Regions from separate parts of the Sus scrofa genome. Here region 2 is linked to region 1. A link is a contact called in public HiChIP or PLAC-seq data. All regions are on one chromosome and are shown on one strand. The core of a region is the stretch at or near the end of the contact, and the rest is flanking DNA. Distances in the headings are between cores, read along the strand shown.

Region 1 (3,365 bases), core at 545-3,044:
AAGACGACAGGTCTCTGACCAGTGGAGGTAGGTGGATGATTCTGCGTTCCACGACCTCAGAGCCCAGGGAGGACAGCATGCTGCAGGGATGGCCAGATCTGGCTTGGAGGTCAGGAGGCAGAGGCTGGGCTGGGTTGAGGTTCCGCAGCTCTTTCTCCAAATACTCTAGGACACCACTGGTGATGGGAGGGTGAGCGGAGGTCTGGGTCACCGGCACCTCTGGAAGGCTGGATCTTAGGGACAAATCTGAATGGAAATAAGGATAAAAACATGCAAAACTGCTGGGCAGAAACATGCTCCTCAGAATCAGGGCACCGAAGTGCCACCTTATTTAGCTTGCATCTACCCCCTCCCATCCTCAAAGGTAAAGATGCCCACCATATTGGTTCTGAAGATCTCCGATGCAGCCCATGTCCTACCTTGCCCTCTCCCACCCCAAATTTCTGGCAAAATTTACCTCGCTGTAGCAGTGGGTTCATTGGATAAGATGAAAACTGGGAGCTCCTGTCCGCCCCCCAGTACAGGGGTTTTTCCATCATCTGAGGGCCTAGGGCCTGAACCTGCTTCATGTAGCGATGGCGGGCCAGGGCTGCAGGGGGAAAAGGAGAAATGCAGAACCTCAGCCAGGGCAAGGCCCACACCTCCCACTTCACTCCTCTCCACCTAGCAGCCTTGCCAAGAAGCCACTTTCTCTCCTGGAAGTTTATTGTGACCTCGCTTGCGTGAGAGTAAGAGTGAAGGGAAGTAGTAAATCAACTGGCAAGGCACTAGGAATAAATTCCCTAGGCAAGACTGCAACTCCTGCAACCCTAGGAAAGTACACTCTTAAAACTTGACTTCCTAGTCTCCAAAACATTTCATCATCCTACCCAATCCTAAAGGTTACCTAAAAGGTGTAGGTAGATACATAGATAGTACCAGGCAATGAAATCTCAGGCCACAGGCCAAATATAGTAGGTACAGATGCAAAGGGCTTAGAGGAGCTGTGAGTCAGAGGCTGCCTGGGAAGCTCAGGACTGCCTTCTCAAAGTGGAAAAAGAAATAGAGAAGGACACTGATGCTGAGGTCAATGGGCAGAATTACTGGTAAAGGAGAGGGACTGAAGAATGTTTTTGGCTGGTAATGCCAGCCCAGGGTGGGAGAAAACCAGGGGGAAGAGGGCAGAGAATGCAAAAAGCTGAAGTGGATCCTTTCTGCTCTTCTCCTCACTTTATTAAGTGTTGGGGTTTTCCCTAAGTAGGGGGAATCTTTAATGGGTGGAGTAGAAGCAGGGAAGGGAGAAGGGAAATACCATTTCCTTTCAGGGCAAGGTAAAGAATATGAAAAAGCAGCACAAGAGATCCACAGAAATGGTTCTCCAGTCCCCTAGGGGCAGCTGATCTGAAGCATGCATCCCACAGCAAGTGCAAATTAAAAACGAATGCATCTAGTTGTTTTTGCTCATGAATTTCTATTTTGGGTTAATGGAGACTGAGTGCACATGTCTCCCAAGGTCCCTGTCTATCCATGCATGTAGGAAATGTACTCGTGTGCTTAAGTGCAGGGAATGCCTGCCTTAGCACTCTCATCTCTTTCTGGGTTTCCCAAGCCCAGTGCCCACCCCTAAAGCAAGAGGGCTTTTTCAGAGGCTTCCTCTTGCCACAGTAGGTGGGGGCAGAAGGCAGGCATTCTGGGCCCAGCTGCATAGGGTAAGGGATTCGCTAAGGCCAGCAGCTAAAGAGCCACCTGGAAGGCTACCCAATGGCTCTAGTGTGAAACCAACTTCCAGCACAACAGGAAGTGGTTGTAGCCAAGCCCCCAGAAATATCTGGAGCTCCAGCCCTGATGGTGAGTCACAGCCCAGGCTGGAGGAAATCAGATGCAAACTTAGAGCAGCTCACCCAGCTGCTATACCTTCATGCCCAGGGACAGCACCCCAGATCCTCCGAAGACAAGTCCTCTTGCTCAGCACTTTCCTCTCCCTCTTATTAACAGATGCCTCCCCCAGCTCACTATACATGCTGCATCCAGCACATGTAATGCCCTGCTTAATATGTGCCAGTCACTTGACATGTACTAACCAATCCTCAGAAATATCTCTTCATTTGAGAATCAGATGAGGAAGTTATGTTTAGAGAGGTTACCTTCCCGGCCCAATGTCCCACAGCTGGTGATTGGCAGAGGCAGCATGTGACCTTGTGTCTGACACCCGAGCCTGTACCCTTTCTGCCAAACCACAGAGTCCCCAGACTCCTTTATTTCTGTGATAAACCAAAAAATAAACTCTTCCCCAGAAGTACCCCCTCCCTTTATTTCTCTCCACTCAGCACCACATCTTTCGGAACCCACTCCAGACTAATCTCTGCTTCTAAGGACTGGAGACACCTGATTCTTTTGGTAACAACTCTATCCATCTATCCATCCCCTGACCCCCTCTAATTAAATCTCGGTTTCCTCCAGATGGTACCTATCCCCCCTCTTGGCCACTTCCTTTACCAACTCTCCTGATTGGAGAGAATGAGAGTCGGGCTTACTCCTTGCTCCCCAAATGATTTTTTAATTAATGAAACCCCTGCACAGATGACTCCCTAGAAACCCTTCCAGATCCATCATGAGCTTTCCTATCATATTTACACACCTGTTCCTTTCTTAGCTGCCACCATTTTTTTCCCAGGATCCCTCCCTTCCCTGATGCACTAGAACTCATGAGATGGGAGTAGAAAAATACACTGAGCTTCTCCCTTGCCCTCCTGTCCCTGGAAACAGCTCTACAGGGAGATCTAAACTTCTAGGGGTGTCCGTTGCTCCCCCAGTGGGAAATCAGACAGGCTAGAAAATAGGCAATGCACAGAAATTAACAAAGCTTCAAAAGACTCCCAATACATTATTTCCGAACCTCAGTGGGGTAAAGTCTGCCTTGGTCACCTTTAATGAACTGGTTAAATATACAGACTCCTGGCTCCCACTCCCAGTCTAGGCCTCAGTCTAATACAAGGTGAGAAAATCCACATTGTCAAGCTCCTTGATTTTCATTCGGAGAGTTGAATTGGAGTTGATTGTCCACTCTCAAGAACATTCTGAGAATTATGATATCCGGGATAGGTTTCCTTGAATACAGGCTTGGCGGGTTACATGAACTTCAATTTGATTCTTCCATGTCCTAGCTAGGTAATTTTGAGCAAGTTTCCAAAGATTCTAAGCCCAATCTGCTCATCTCAGAGCTGGGGTAATAATATCTATTTCACAAAGTTATTTAAGTTAAATAAGGGAAAGCACATGACGTGTCTAATACATGACAGTCAATAGTGGTGGCTTTCACTGTTATAATAATTGTTAAAAATAAGTTGCTCCTTTCACCTTGGATCTCATAGAAGACAAAAAGTACA
Region 2 (3,468 bases), core at 267-2,766, 260 kb before region 1:
TGCTAATCTTAAAAACTAGACTTTTCATCCTCTGGAATTAAAAATGGAAAATCCAGCCTTTTGAAGCTTTATTTATTTCCTATTTTGCTTAAGCATAAGGGCCTGACAGAGTTAAGAAACTCAGGAAAGTGAAGAGAGTAATATCACAAAGTAGAATCCCTAAACAGCCTAGCTGGGATCATGGAATTCCAGTTTTTGTCTCTAAATCTTCTTCTTTTTTTTGTCTGTGCCCAGAGCATGTGAAAAGTTCCCGGGCCAGGGACTGAACCCAAGCCACAGCAGTGACCCAAACTACTGCAGTGACAACTGTACGTTTTCAGAAAAATAAGGCCTGGATTCAAATGCTGGATTCAATTACTTCCAAAAGCAGTAAAATTTTAACATTATATCCCTTATCTTTCTCTCAGATTTAAAAAAAAAAGTTGAGTAATTACAGGGAAGTGGGTAAATGGTTCAGTATGCAAATAAAGCTTTACTAAGCAGCCATTTAAATGTATTTAAATGAACCCTTTTTACATTGAACTCCCACCCCCCCTTATTTTGGCCACCCCTCAGCATATATGGAGTTCCCAGGCCGGGGGTCAGATCCGAGCCATGCTGGTGACTATGCCACAGCTGTGGCAACGCCAGATCCTTAACCCACAGTGCCAGGCTAGGGATTGAACCTGTGACACAGCATGGCAGAGACACTGCTAATTTCATGGAGCCACAGCGGGAACTCCACATTGGACATTCTGTTGACATATTAGGGTCGAGTTTACATATGAGATAAGCTGAATCCTCTCTACCCTTAATACCACCAGATTTTGCTAAACTGTCACAATAAGAAGGCTCTAAGTGATCCCTATGCTTTCATTCAATTAAACTATGACAAATTCTGTGTGTGTATCAAGTATATAAAACAGCTCTCCATCTTTTAGTCCTTTTATAACCAATGGAAAGTTCTGTGCAAAGGAAATTTGTAATCTTTCTTAAGATGGTAATGGCAGATTTATGGAAATTTAAACAATGCTTCTGTGTTTCTCTAAGACCAAAAAGAATCTGTGGGATGTATAACATCGTCCCAGAGTACCCAGAAAATACGAATACATTTTTGGGGGGTCACTTTCTATAAAAGTGAAAATCAATTTAAAGAAAGATTCAAAAACTCTCAAACGCAGATTTGAAAGAGAAAACTGGACACTCACTAGTCGGTCTCGGTCATTTTGGAGTGATGACATAGCTTTTTTTAAACTCTGTACTTCAGCTGGGCTGGTTGTGGGTGGGGCTGCAGACCTCTGCTTCCCTTCCTCTGTCTTGCGGAATTTCTCCAGTTCATTCAGCAGGCGATCTCTCTCGTTCTGCAGACTGGCCATAGCCCTGGAAAAGGACTGCACTTGGTTGTAAGAATCTTCTAGCTGTGAGGACAAGTGAAGCAATTGCTCATCTTTGGAAAGAAGCTGCTGGTTAAGTCTCTCAAGGTGGGGTGAGCTGTCATCCCCAGTGGAGTGCACCGGAAATGCAGCTTTAGAAACAAGAACCTCTCTCTCCCTGCCTGAGAGGCCCTGTTCTTCTCTCAGCTGTGCCAGCTCCTTCAGACTGGCCTCATATTTCCTTTTCAGGCCTTCAAGCTCCTCATTTGCGTGATCTCTACTATTTTGCAGGGAACTCATTGACTTCCCGAAAGACTGGATTTGTGCTGTGAGATCTTTATTTTCTTTGGTGACCGCAAGCAACTTCTGTTCCATCTCCACCAGATCCCTTGCAAGCTCTGCCACCCTCTCCTCTGCTGTTTCAGTTTCATTTCGCATTATCCCGGCATCATGATGAAGATGCTTTAGTTCTTTCTTCAGTTTATCTTCAATTTCATCCACCTTCTTGGCAGCTTCCTTCTGAACACGAACCAATTCCTCTTCCAGCTCTGTAATTCTCTTCTGAGAGGAAGAAAGAGTAGTACTTAACTTCTGTACCTCTTCTTCTTTTACTTTTAATTGGGCCTGAAATATTCCTAAAGTACCTTCTTCTTGCAAGGCTGTCAACTGTTTCTTTAGCTGGGATATAGATCCTTTCAAGCTCTCAATCTCTTTGGATAAACCTTGCTTCTCCTCCTGTAGAGCAAGAGAGGACCTCTTCAGCTCCTCCTTCGCTTCCTCAGACTCCTTGAGTTTTTCTTCTAATTTGGTATACTCACTTTTCAGCTCCTTAGTCTGCTGAAGTTGAGCTTCAAGGAGCTGCTTTTGCTGACAGTCCTTCCTTGCTATCACTTGGTTCAGGTCTTCTCTATATTGGATCAGCTCTGCATCGAGCTTGGCGTTCTCAGAATTGAGATCATCCATATGACTCCTTAAGCATCGAATTTCTTCCTTCAGCTTATTATTCTCGGTAGCAGCATCTTGGATGAGTTGGTCTTTTTCCAAGATCACCGAGAGATGTCGCTCTTCCAGCTGTTGGTAGTCACTTACGATGCGATCTCGGTCATCTTGGAGAGAGGACATGGATTTAACGAAGGAATTCAGCTGAGCCTTCTGCTGCATGTTCTCCTTTTTCATATTTTTCAGTGATTCCATAAGCTGATTGGTTTTGTCAACAGCTTTTTTGTTCTCCTCTTCTAGGACAGTATTCTCCTCTTCCTCCTGGGACAGTAGATTTTCTAATTCTTTAATTTCTTTATCATGCTGCTGATGCAGTTCAGCAACAGCTACTTGGATTGCCTGTTCCTTGTCAGAAAGCAGACTTATAATCTTTTGCTCTTTCATGTTTATTTCTTCATGCAGCCTACTGGTCAGTTGCCTAGAGGCCTGAAGATCAGTCTCTAGCTGTTCATAATTGAACTTACAATTTTGGATATCAGCCTCTTGCTGCTTTATGATGCCTTCCAAATGTTCTTTATTTTCCTTATATTTTTCTAAAGAGTTATTTAAATCAGTTGACTGGTCTCTGAGGATCTTAAATTCCGATTCCAACTTAGCTAGTTCACCCTGAGAACTATGGTATAGGTGTCGAGTCTCTTCTAGCTGAGATAAAAGTTCTTTGTTTTCCCCCTGTAGAGTGTCACAGACCTTCTGCTGAAGCTGGACCTCTGTCTTGGCTTTGGACTCCCAAGTCTGTTTGTCATGCTCAAGCCTAGAAAAAAAGAAAGGTCGCTAAATACATATTTTAAGGGAAAAGTACTTGTGTGATGCCTAAGCAACACATTCTACATGTACTCAGATCTATAAATGAATAAATATTCATAATTAAAAGTGCTCATCTTTTTAATAAACAGATATTAGTTCTACTGAACGCTCTGTATTAAATGTATATTGCACCTCAGAATTCATATATTTAAATCATAAACTCCAAAGTATGTTGCTAATTTAGTGATATGACTTTGGACACTCTAAAAAGTGTCCCCAATTTTGCTTTATTTTGCTCTAGAAAAGCTATTGTCTGGCCACCTAAAGGAATAATATTGGTATGAGAGACAATGAGGAAATATGTTCCAGAGCA

Evidence for each region. HiChIP or PLAC-seq counts read pairs in DNA pulled down with a chosen protein or histone mark.
Region 2: an H3K27ac HiChIP or PLAC-seq map of alveolar macrophages shows a contact between it and region 1. The contact joins two enhancer-like sites. A contact is called at or near these places in 1 of 47 Hi-C or Micro-C datasets (epiblast stem cells) and 1 of 2 datasets of contacts at active chromatin or transcription factors (alveolar macrophages).

The regions. Positions count from the first base shown.
Region 1 is chr13:138,554,195-138,557,559 of Sscrofa11.1, reverse strand. ILDR1 (immunoglobulin-like domain-containing receptor 1) reads right to left here. Exons shown (of 9, transcript XM_005654050.3): 6 at 458-589; 7 at 1-246. Among named protein-coding and RNA genes, the nearest start is that of ILDR1, 25 kb to the right of the region's middle. Within about 2 kb of position 1,794, at least 9 of the 83 cell types and tissues checked have an H3K27ac peak or open chromatin away from gene starts, as enhancers often do. A contact at or near this core is called in alveolar macrophages, where this site is marked.
Region 2 is chr13:138,816,824-138,820,291 of Sscrofa11.1, reverse strand. It overlaps GOLGB1 (golgin subfamily B member 1), which reads right to left. Exons shown (of 23, transcript XM_021070274.1): 15 at 1,188-3,102. Among named protein-coding and RNA genes, the nearest start is that of HCLS1, 34 kb to the left of the region's middle. Within about 2 kb of position 1,516, at least 11 of the 83 cell types and tissues checked have an H3K27ac peak or open chromatin away from gene starts, as enhancers often do. A contact at or near this core is called in alveolar macrophages, where this site is marked.